Linked DNA regions of Gossypium raimondii: region 2 is linked to region 1. A link is a contact called in public Hi-C data. All regions are on one chromosome and are shown on one strand. Each heading gives the region's core, a stretch centred on a gene start, on an enhancer-like site or on the middle of the called end of the contact. The rest is flanking DNA. Distances are from core to core; before and after follow the strand shown.

Region 1 (4,776 bases), core at 401-2,900:
AAGACTTCTACTCCATTCAACTTCACAAATTTGAACATTAATTCTCATACCATAACCCATCCCCATGTATCAGCAAAGGATGGCACATGAGCTGTGTATGCCAACACATCTACATAAGAAAAAAAAAAACCATGATTTATTGTTTATTATTCAATCTATTGTATAGAATCTTAAGAGTTGGTTGAGGAACTTACACTTGAAAACCTGCCTGATTGTGTGGTATATAGAGGAAAAGACCTCCTTGTGAGTGAATATTCCAGCTGGGCCAGCCTATAGAATAGAAATTTATCTCTAGTTTTTTATTCTTATGTTTATGACTTACATGTATATATACCCTACACAAGAAGAAAAAGGGGCGCGGGGGAATACCAACCTGAGTGACAAAAATGCCATTTTCATTGAGTTTGGGCTTAAGAATTTTCTCATAAAATGATTTTGTATAAAGTTGATAGCAAGGCCCTCCTTCAACAGGATCTGCTAAATCTCCAACTATGATATCAAATTTCTCAGTCCTCTTCTCCAGTTCAGCCCTTAATATTCATACACAAGTATATAGTAATTAGCTCAAATTCCTTTGAAGCAAATGGACATCAAATAAGCTCAGTATACTTACTTGGCATCATTGATAACAAGGTTAAGCTTTTTGTTGCAAAATGCATCACGGTTCACAGTCAGGTATCTGCGGCAGAAATTGACCACTTCCTGCAGTTGTAAATTATCAGTGGTGCCCTCCAAACACTAAAAAGAAAAAGTAAATGGAAATATATATTAAAAAAATGAGACCAAGAATTTCACCTCATCAATATCACACATTACAACTTCATCAATAAATTTATGCCTGAGTGCTTCCCTTGCTGCAGACCCTTCCCCTCCCCCCATTATAAACACAGTTTTGGGGCTGCACAATTGGTAAGAACAATATATGTTACTACTTTACAGATAAATGGAAATGGAGTACTCATAGAGACATTGACTAGCCACCAAAAATAATAATAATAAAAAGGACTCACTTCGAGTGGAACAAAAGAGCTGGATGAATTAAGCATTCATGGTAAATAAATTCATCAACTTCGGCACTTTGCATTTTCCCATCAATCACCAATACCTACATATGCAATTATTCAAACAATCGGAGATTAGAAAACTTGAAAAAAGGATGAAACAAAACAATGAATGCCTATAGGTATACCTTGCCAAAACGTTTAGTGTCCAAAAGGGCTATATCTTGATACTCACTAGAACCTTTATACAGTACACTGTTAAGAGAGATACAAAGAGATGAGAGTTGGTTTAAGATACTGAATTATGAGTCAAAGAAAAACCCAAAGTTGTTTGCTTTTATCATGTTTTGAGTAATGTGCATATAATGAAGAAAGATTAGGGTAAAACCTTTTCAAAGCGAAGGACCATTTGAGATCCTCATCAATTTCCTCTTCATACCAAGAATCAAACTGGCGAGTCTCATCAACAGGTGGTTGGTTCTTTGTTGTTCCATTACAGATTTTAGAGAAACCATTTGGATAAAAGATCTCAACAGCCTCACCCATTATCGAATAACCTAAAAACAAAAGAGAAAAACTTGAAACAAAACAAGATAAGATAAACAGAAGATTGAGCAAGAGGTGGCAAAGTGTGAGGATGGTAACACCAGGGCTACGTGCTTTTTATAGCACTTTTAACACACTAGAAACCCAAGAATTTTTTATTTTTTTTAAAAGAAAGATATAATCTTGTAGATAATTATGGGTTTTGGCTAACACGGGCAATGATTCTGTCACAGACAGTCCCACGGATTTTCTGTTCCTCACGCCAATTATCATGGTACTACATTGGTTCATGAAAATGGTAACCTCATCAATGGTGACAACCCACCAAAGGTTGTTTCCTAGTGATGTTCTAAGCTGGCATTGGCAGTATAATGAAAATACCAAGAGATATTATTTTTTCTCCTTTTTTGGAGGCCTCCACGGCCATGTGTTGGCATCTAAAGTTAGATTGGGTGAAATTTCCCAGAGATTGACTGTCATTCTAGAATTTTGAAAGGAAAAGCATGCGCATGCATATGATATTATCTACCCCCTATAGGTTTGGCGGATACAATGAAAAAGGATGAAAACCGGGAATATATGTCCGCGTGGGTTACGTGGGCCCCATCTTGTACATGTGGTCTTCCACTATACTGACACGTGGATAAAAGTACATGTGGCACTGTGTTTTTATTTTTTGGTTAGGGGAAATGATGGGGTCCACTAAGAAAGGTTTTTCTTTTTGGAAGGGGGTCCACTAAGCGAGTTAAAAAGTGGTGATACTTTGTGTATTTTTGGATTAAATGTTTTCCCTTTTTAGCCAACCTTTTGTCCTTTTCCTCATTCACCAGCACAATACTCAAACCATGAGGGGATTTTTGGGGTCTAATTTTGATTTTAGTCCCTTTTGTTTATGTTGAAATTTACAATTTAATCTCTTTAATTTGATACAGTTTGATTCTTTTATTTTTTTATGATGTTTGTTAAAACTGAACGTCGATAATAACAATATAAAATATCGTAAAACGATAAGAAAGAAAAATAAAACACACAGATTTTACATGGAAATCCTTTCGAGAAAAAATCACGAGTAGAGGAGAAAAAAATTCACTAATGTTGAAAATTGAATAATACAGGAAGAGTTCGATTACATCTATTTAAAGGTTGAAAAACCTTATTCTAATCAGTGCCAAATAAAAGAAGTGTAGTTCTATACGGATTCTACTCATGCAACATAGTCCGAGTAATGTTACTGTTATTTTAACAAGATCCCCTAGTTTTGCCATTGTCTTTTATTTTAACAATGATTCGGGTCACACAACTCTAACAATATTATTGTTAGATACATATTTTGATAATTTTATTAATTGTTCCAAATAAAGTAATGGTAGTTTTCATGAATTTTGTTAATACCTTTTACATTGTTATTATCAAAAAGTGTTGGACACGTGATAAAACATATTGTATTTCCAAAGAGTAAATTTAAGTTTAAATGTTAAAATAACATTATTGGGAGAGAGTAGCTACAAGCCCTCGAAAGGTTTAGAAGTCAACTATTAGAGGGTAGTTATCGGTTTGGGTCTACTAATAAATTTATAAAAGTTAAATATGCATCAATCTCTATATTTTAATGAAGTTTGAAATTTAGTCCATATATTTAAAAATAAAAATTTAAATCATCTTTTTGTTCTATTTAGAAACCACAAATCAATATTATTAAATTTTTAGTCAAAATTTACTATCAATACACCCACGCAATCAAATTAACTTCATACACAAACCGTTATGAATTCAATAAACATACATTACAACAAGTAAAATCTGATGACCAAATATTATCGATGTCAATTATTTGACTAGAATTTTGAACAAAAAGGTAAAAATAAAATAAATTTTACCTTTCTATAAGTATAGAACTAATCTCAGATTTTACTAAAGTATAGAGAATAACATATGTTGACCCATTATAAAAGTAAATAGAGTAAAGTATATCAAATTAAATTAGAGAAATTGAAACCTAAATTTCAATATAGTAGAGGGGCTAAACTAGAATTAGACCTTTTCTGTGAGTGTGGGATTATGGCTAAGTGGGAGTGCCATATCCAACTGACTAAAGCCTACCAGAGAAGAAGAATGAGGGACAAATGGGGACCCTATGTAATTGCAATAAGAGGGGGATTTATGGGTCCCCAACCCCAATAAAAATGTGTTTCTGTTGTGGGAGATGAGAGCATTGTTAAGCGTGGGGTGACTCCACTTTGTTTTAAAAAAAAATCGTGGAAATCCCACTTTAATATTGTATTTAGAAGTGTTCATGGATTAGATTAAATTGGATTCGAATCAAATTATTATGGGATATTAATATATTTTATATTTGTACAAATTTTAAAAATTAGCTAAAACGTATTTTATTAATAGCTAACTCAAACCCAACATATTTCTGCACATATTATTATTTAAATTTCTTAAAAGAAAATATGAGGCTTTTTCCCATCATATCTCCTCCTTGCTTCTCTGCAGAGATATTGTTGCTCTTTGGTTAGATTTCAAAATGGCCCATTTGTCTCTCTCCTATATGTCATAATGCCACAGAGAAAAATCTTCATTCAAAGCTTTTCTTTATATGTTTGTAGTGGGTAGCTTTTTATTATCAATTATTACTCCCAAAAAATCACCCATTGATTTCATCCACATGCACCAATTCTTTTTCCTTCTCTTTCTTTTTTGATATGATATGCTGTTGGATATTCTTGACTTGTGATGTAGGGCAAGTGTGGCAACTTATATCCTGGTATACAAATTCCATAAATGAATCCCAAGTATTTAATCTCTTTCGTCTTTGATGTTAAGCTTAGTTACATCGTAATTCATAATATATCTTACAACAATCTCTAGTGGGCGCTAGATTTGTTCCCATCTAATTATTTGAAGCCCTTGTTTGTAATTTGCTTCGGATGAATTTGGTTTTGAATTCATCTTTATAGTACAACTTACTAAAGGTTAGTTTTCTATTGCGATTGCAATTCTCATTGAAGAGTTCTTTTTGAAAAATATTGTTAAGTTAATTTTTAATTTTTTCTATTACTACTAACAATTGTTGTTAAAGGTTAAAATATTCTTTTAGACATGATAGTAGAAAGTAAATTTAAAATTAGTTAAGTTATATGGTATTTAAATGATTTAACATAATGGTAAATGAATATAAATTATTTGTAAAACTAATCATACATACAATATTTTAAAACTTAAA
Region 2 (4,655 bases), core at 1,473-3,972, 150 kb before region 1:
GCATCCATAGTTTTTTTTTTTAAAAAAAAAAAAACTAATATTATTGGGTCTATTTTGCCAAGTAAATAACCTTCTGTCCAGAAACGGACGTTTACTAACAACCCACAAACAAAAAAAAAGGACACGTGGCTTACGAGAGCCTTCCCTATATACTTTTCTAAAATATAAAAAAAATCATCTAATTCAAGGCTTTTCTATTAAAATTGGTGCGTATTAATATTGACATATTTTGATGAGTCATTTTAAATTTATTAATAAAAATATAATATATATAACAGTCCAAAAGCTTAACCAAGAATGGTGCATACCCACCAAATGAAATAATAAAATGATGTTTTGATATATGAGAAAATATGGTAATTGAATTTTAGACTTCACTCCACAATCAATATCAAGGGTTGACGTATATAATAAAATATTCTAGAAAAATAAACACATGAGTTGTGTAGACGACTAAAAAACCAAATACTAACCTGGATTCCAACAAATTACTTCAACCAAATTCGAAGTATTTTTCTTTTCTCCAAAAGAAAAATAAAACCATTAAGAATTTTATTACTATATTTAAAAAACCCAGAAAATATTTCCATCTCAAACCAACATATGGACCCACCAAGACTGACACAGAGACTTCTCTTCCTCCCTACAATGATCAAACGGCCATAAATTCAATTCTCAAAGTAGAAAAAAGATTCAAAGTGTTAAAATCTTGGGATTGAAAAAATATAAAAAAAAGTGCCACGTAGGCATATGACAATCTGGCATTGGCTCCATGGCTCTTCAGACCTAAACACCTTTTTAGGTCAAATTTTAATTTCGCTTAATGCACACTTTTATTTCTAAAGTATACCCATTTCAATTCTTAAATTTTCACTTCAATCCTTAACGTTATCAAATGTTTTTGGTTTAATCCTTCCAATATTAAAAATATCGTTTTAAATATTCGCTTAATCATAAATTATCATGTGTCGTTGATGTCACAATGATGCCATCATCCTGAAAACCCTTTAAAATCTTAAAAATATAAAAATTTATATAATTTTATATGTTATAAGTTTTAAAAAAACTAAAAATAAGTAATTGTTAAATATTTGAAATTATAAAAGATGGTAAAAAATTAAAATTTTAAAATCGTAAAAATTTATATAAAATTTTATTTTAAGAATATTTTAAGAGAATAAATAAATTTTATATCAAATTTTAAATATTTTAAAATACATCCATTTTTAGTACTTAGGTTCCTTATATAATGTTTGGAGTAAGTTTCCTTTCTCTATCGTCGTGTACGTGCTCTCTTTATTTATACTAATGTGATCTAGAATGGTCAACCATTGGACAATCGTGGTGGACTTAGGGAAAATGATGACATATTCGAATATCAGTGGCATTTGATTTGTAATTGTGATATAAATATTAATGATTCAAAACATAATTTGAATTCAAATATTTTAAGGCAACGAATGTATATAATAATATTTAGATGTACACTTCATTTAAAAATATATTTGCAAACAGATAATTTATCTTTAGATAGTATAAAGTATTTGGAATAATTAAAATATAATTTGAACTGAACTAATATTATTTTTCATTATTTAAATAATTAAAAATTTTATCCAAATTTATCACATAAAATATCTACCAATTATAACTTTCAATTAATTGAATTATAAATAATTATCATAGGTGGTATCCTTCAAAGAGACAACAATCTAGTATTCAAGTTCTAGTAAATGTATTTTTATAAAATTTAAAAATATTAAAATTTCTAATATTTTTAAAATAGTAATTTAGTATTTTTTATATTTTCTATAGTTTTATGTAAATTTTCTAATTTTATTTTTTAGTAATTTTGATAATTTTTTGTGATTTGTTTTCATTTTAGAGGTTTTTAGGTGACAACATATGATTGCTTAAATATCTCAACTGTTAAATTTTATCGTTCAAAGAATTGAATTGGGAAGTTCGAGAGATTAGAGTAGGCAAAAAACTTTAAGAACAAAAGTGAGAAAATGATATATTTTAGGGACTAAAATGTGCATTAAACCTTTTAATTTTAGTCCATATGCTATACTTAAATTTAAAATTTTAATCTTTATACCTTAAATTTCACATAATTTAATCCTCAATGTTAGTGACTTCGACCAAAGTATTATTTAATAAATTAAAATTTGAAATACTGAATTTATATTATAAATTTAGTTTATTGATAAAAATTAAGTATTAATATAATTACGTTGTTAGGTAATAATAAATTTTGATTTTGAAATTATTTATTATTTATTTCATAATTCTATTTTTTTAAATTCTAACCTTTGTAATATAATATTTTATATTATTTTTAAACATTTTGGATAAAATTTAAGACATATTATTTTTTAAAAAATAAAGAAAAAAACATTTCAAGTATAAGTTTTAAAAATAAAATTAACTTAAAGATATTTAAACTTTATTCAACCCACATTTTTGAAAAAATATTAAAATAAAATTTTAACATAATTATCAAACACATTTAGATTTAATATTTACATTTTCTCAACGAAATTTAAACATTCAATACTTCATCAAACATGACATAACACTAAGGAACAAATTATGCCATAAGAACTAAATTTCTAAAATGAGAACAGTACAGGGACTAAAATCAGAATTTGACCAACCTTTTTATTATATAGTGATAAGCTTCTGTTCCTTTCTTCTCCATCTTCAAAGCATCCACAATTTTAATTTCTTTACTCTCTTGCGTTCCTTCCCTTTCTCTTCAGACAAAGCATCAAATTTCCCTGTTTTATGTTTTTGTTTCGTTTCTTTCATTTCCAAATTCCAACAGTACCCAAACAAAATCTAGAAACAGTGATTCGTTTCCTGTTTCAGACATAAACCTCTGTGTGTGTGTGTTTTCCTCTTTATTTTGCAGCTTTTGAACCCTTCTTCATAGACAAAAAAGAAAACAACTCTTCCTTGTCCGAAAACGAGAAACCATGCATAGAAATGAGAAAATGAGAGAAAACCCATCTTTCTCTTCTACGCTGCTTGACAAAATCTATCGTTCCATCGATGATGGCGACACCAAAGTTGGAGACATGAAGTTCTACAGTGAGACAATGCAGAAGACAAGTACCAAAATGTCGAGTTTACAGCGAGCTTGTTTGATTGAGAAATGGATGGAAAAGAAGGTTAGTGAGAAGGCAAATGCAGACAAGAAGAAGAAACAGGTTGTTTCCGAGTTTGTAAGAAAATCATCACATCATGAACATGATCATGACCATGAACTTGATCATGATGGTGTTTTCTTTAGTTCCACTTCAATCTCATCTGATTCCAGTTCTGGGGGTTTTTCATTTTCATCATCTGACACTGAATCCATTTACGGTACTACAACGAAAACTAAAGCTTCATCCTGTTTTGTTCCACCATGGCTGAAACCTGTCAAAACAGGGGGAGGAGGACGAGAGAGAATGGAAGAAAGGGCGGACATGAAAATTTATGGCAACTTAAAGAAAGTGAAACAACAACAACAACCGATTTCACCAGGTGTCCGTCTCGCAAGTTTCATCAATTCTTTGTTCACGACAGGCAATTCAAAGAAAAAAACCAAGGGTTCATCATCATCAACAACGACAACATCGGGGCAGGTGTCGTCGTGTTCTTCAGCTTCATCGTTTTCAAGGTCATGTCTAAGCAAGAACTCGGCTCCGGGGCGAGAAAAGTTGCGTGACGGGGTTAAAAGAACAGTTAGGTTCTGCCCCGTGAGCGTAATCGTGGACGAAGACAGTAGACCGTGCGGGCAAAAGTGCTTAAACGAAGAACGAGGGTCGAAGTCGAAATTGCCGTCGGTTTCGGTTTCGAATGCATGGAAAATAGGGAAATCGCCATCGACGAAGCGCGAGGAGGAGATGAAGGTTCAAGCAATGGAGAAGACGAGGCGAGTTGAAGAAATGGCCAGAGAGTTTTTGAAAGAGTATCATCTAAACCAGAAAAAGAACAATTTAATTTCAAGGGATTCTCGCAGAGATTGTGAAGATGAAGATGATGCAAGTAGCTGTTCGAGTTCGGATTTATTCGAGTTAGATCACCTTGTTCTTTTAGGTAACCATAGGTATGAAGAAGAGCTTCCCGTGTATGAAACTACCCATGTTCAAACAAATCGAGCCATTGCTAATGGCTTCCTAGTCTAGTTTTCTTTTGTTCACAATATACAGAGAAACAAAAAATTTCAGCTTTAACTTTGTGTTTGTTTTTTTCTTTATTTCGTTCCTTGTTTAATTTAATCTAATTATGATTTTTGTATGTTGAAATTTGAGGGTTTAGTCTCTTTAATTTGAGATAATTTAGCCTATACTTCTATATGGAAATTGCTGATGATGTTAACAGTGATGAATTGATTTTTGTTTAAATTATAAATTTATTATTAATTAAATGGTATATGTTTAGTTATTCGAAAAAATGATGGTCATAAAAGATGGTGAAGTAGAGTGAAATGGAATGGAATAGGAAGGATGTAAAAATGAAGGAAAAAGAAAGCATGGGATTGTGAAAAGGAACAAGTGGGGATGCGTTAAATTCTTTAGATCGATGATCTGAACTGAAGAGATACTGACAGTTTCTAAGTGATTGAACAAAGAAAAAGAAAAAGAAAGAAAGATTCGAGATCG

The links. A called contact is a pair of places that touch in the nucleus more often than the background predicts.
Region 2: a Hi-C map of leaf shows a contact between it and region 1, with 2.5 times the contacts expected there. The contact joins the promoter of LOC105774730 here to the promoter of LOC105773375 in region 1. A contact is called at or near these places in 2 of 2 Hi-C or Micro-C datasets (both in leaf).

The regions. Positions count from the first base shown.
Region 1 is chr6:16,547,226-16,552,001 of ASM2569854v1, reverse strand. LOC105773375 (thermospermine synthase ACAULIS5) reads right to left here and starts at 1,650. Exons shown (of 10, transcript XM_012595188.2): 1 at 1,390-1,650; 2 at 1,190-1,256; 3 at 1,011-1,105; 4 at 796-898; 5 at 614-702; 6 at 374-530; 7 at 195-270; 8 at 51-109. The coding sequence starts at 1,547.
Region 2 is chr6:16,702,263-16,706,917 of ASM2569854v1, reverse strand. LOC105774730 (protein BIG GRAIN 1-like B) reads left to right here and starts at 2,722. Exons shown (of 1, transcript XM_012597287.2): 1 at 2,722-4,349. The coding sequence starts at 2,982. The coding sequence ends at 4,178.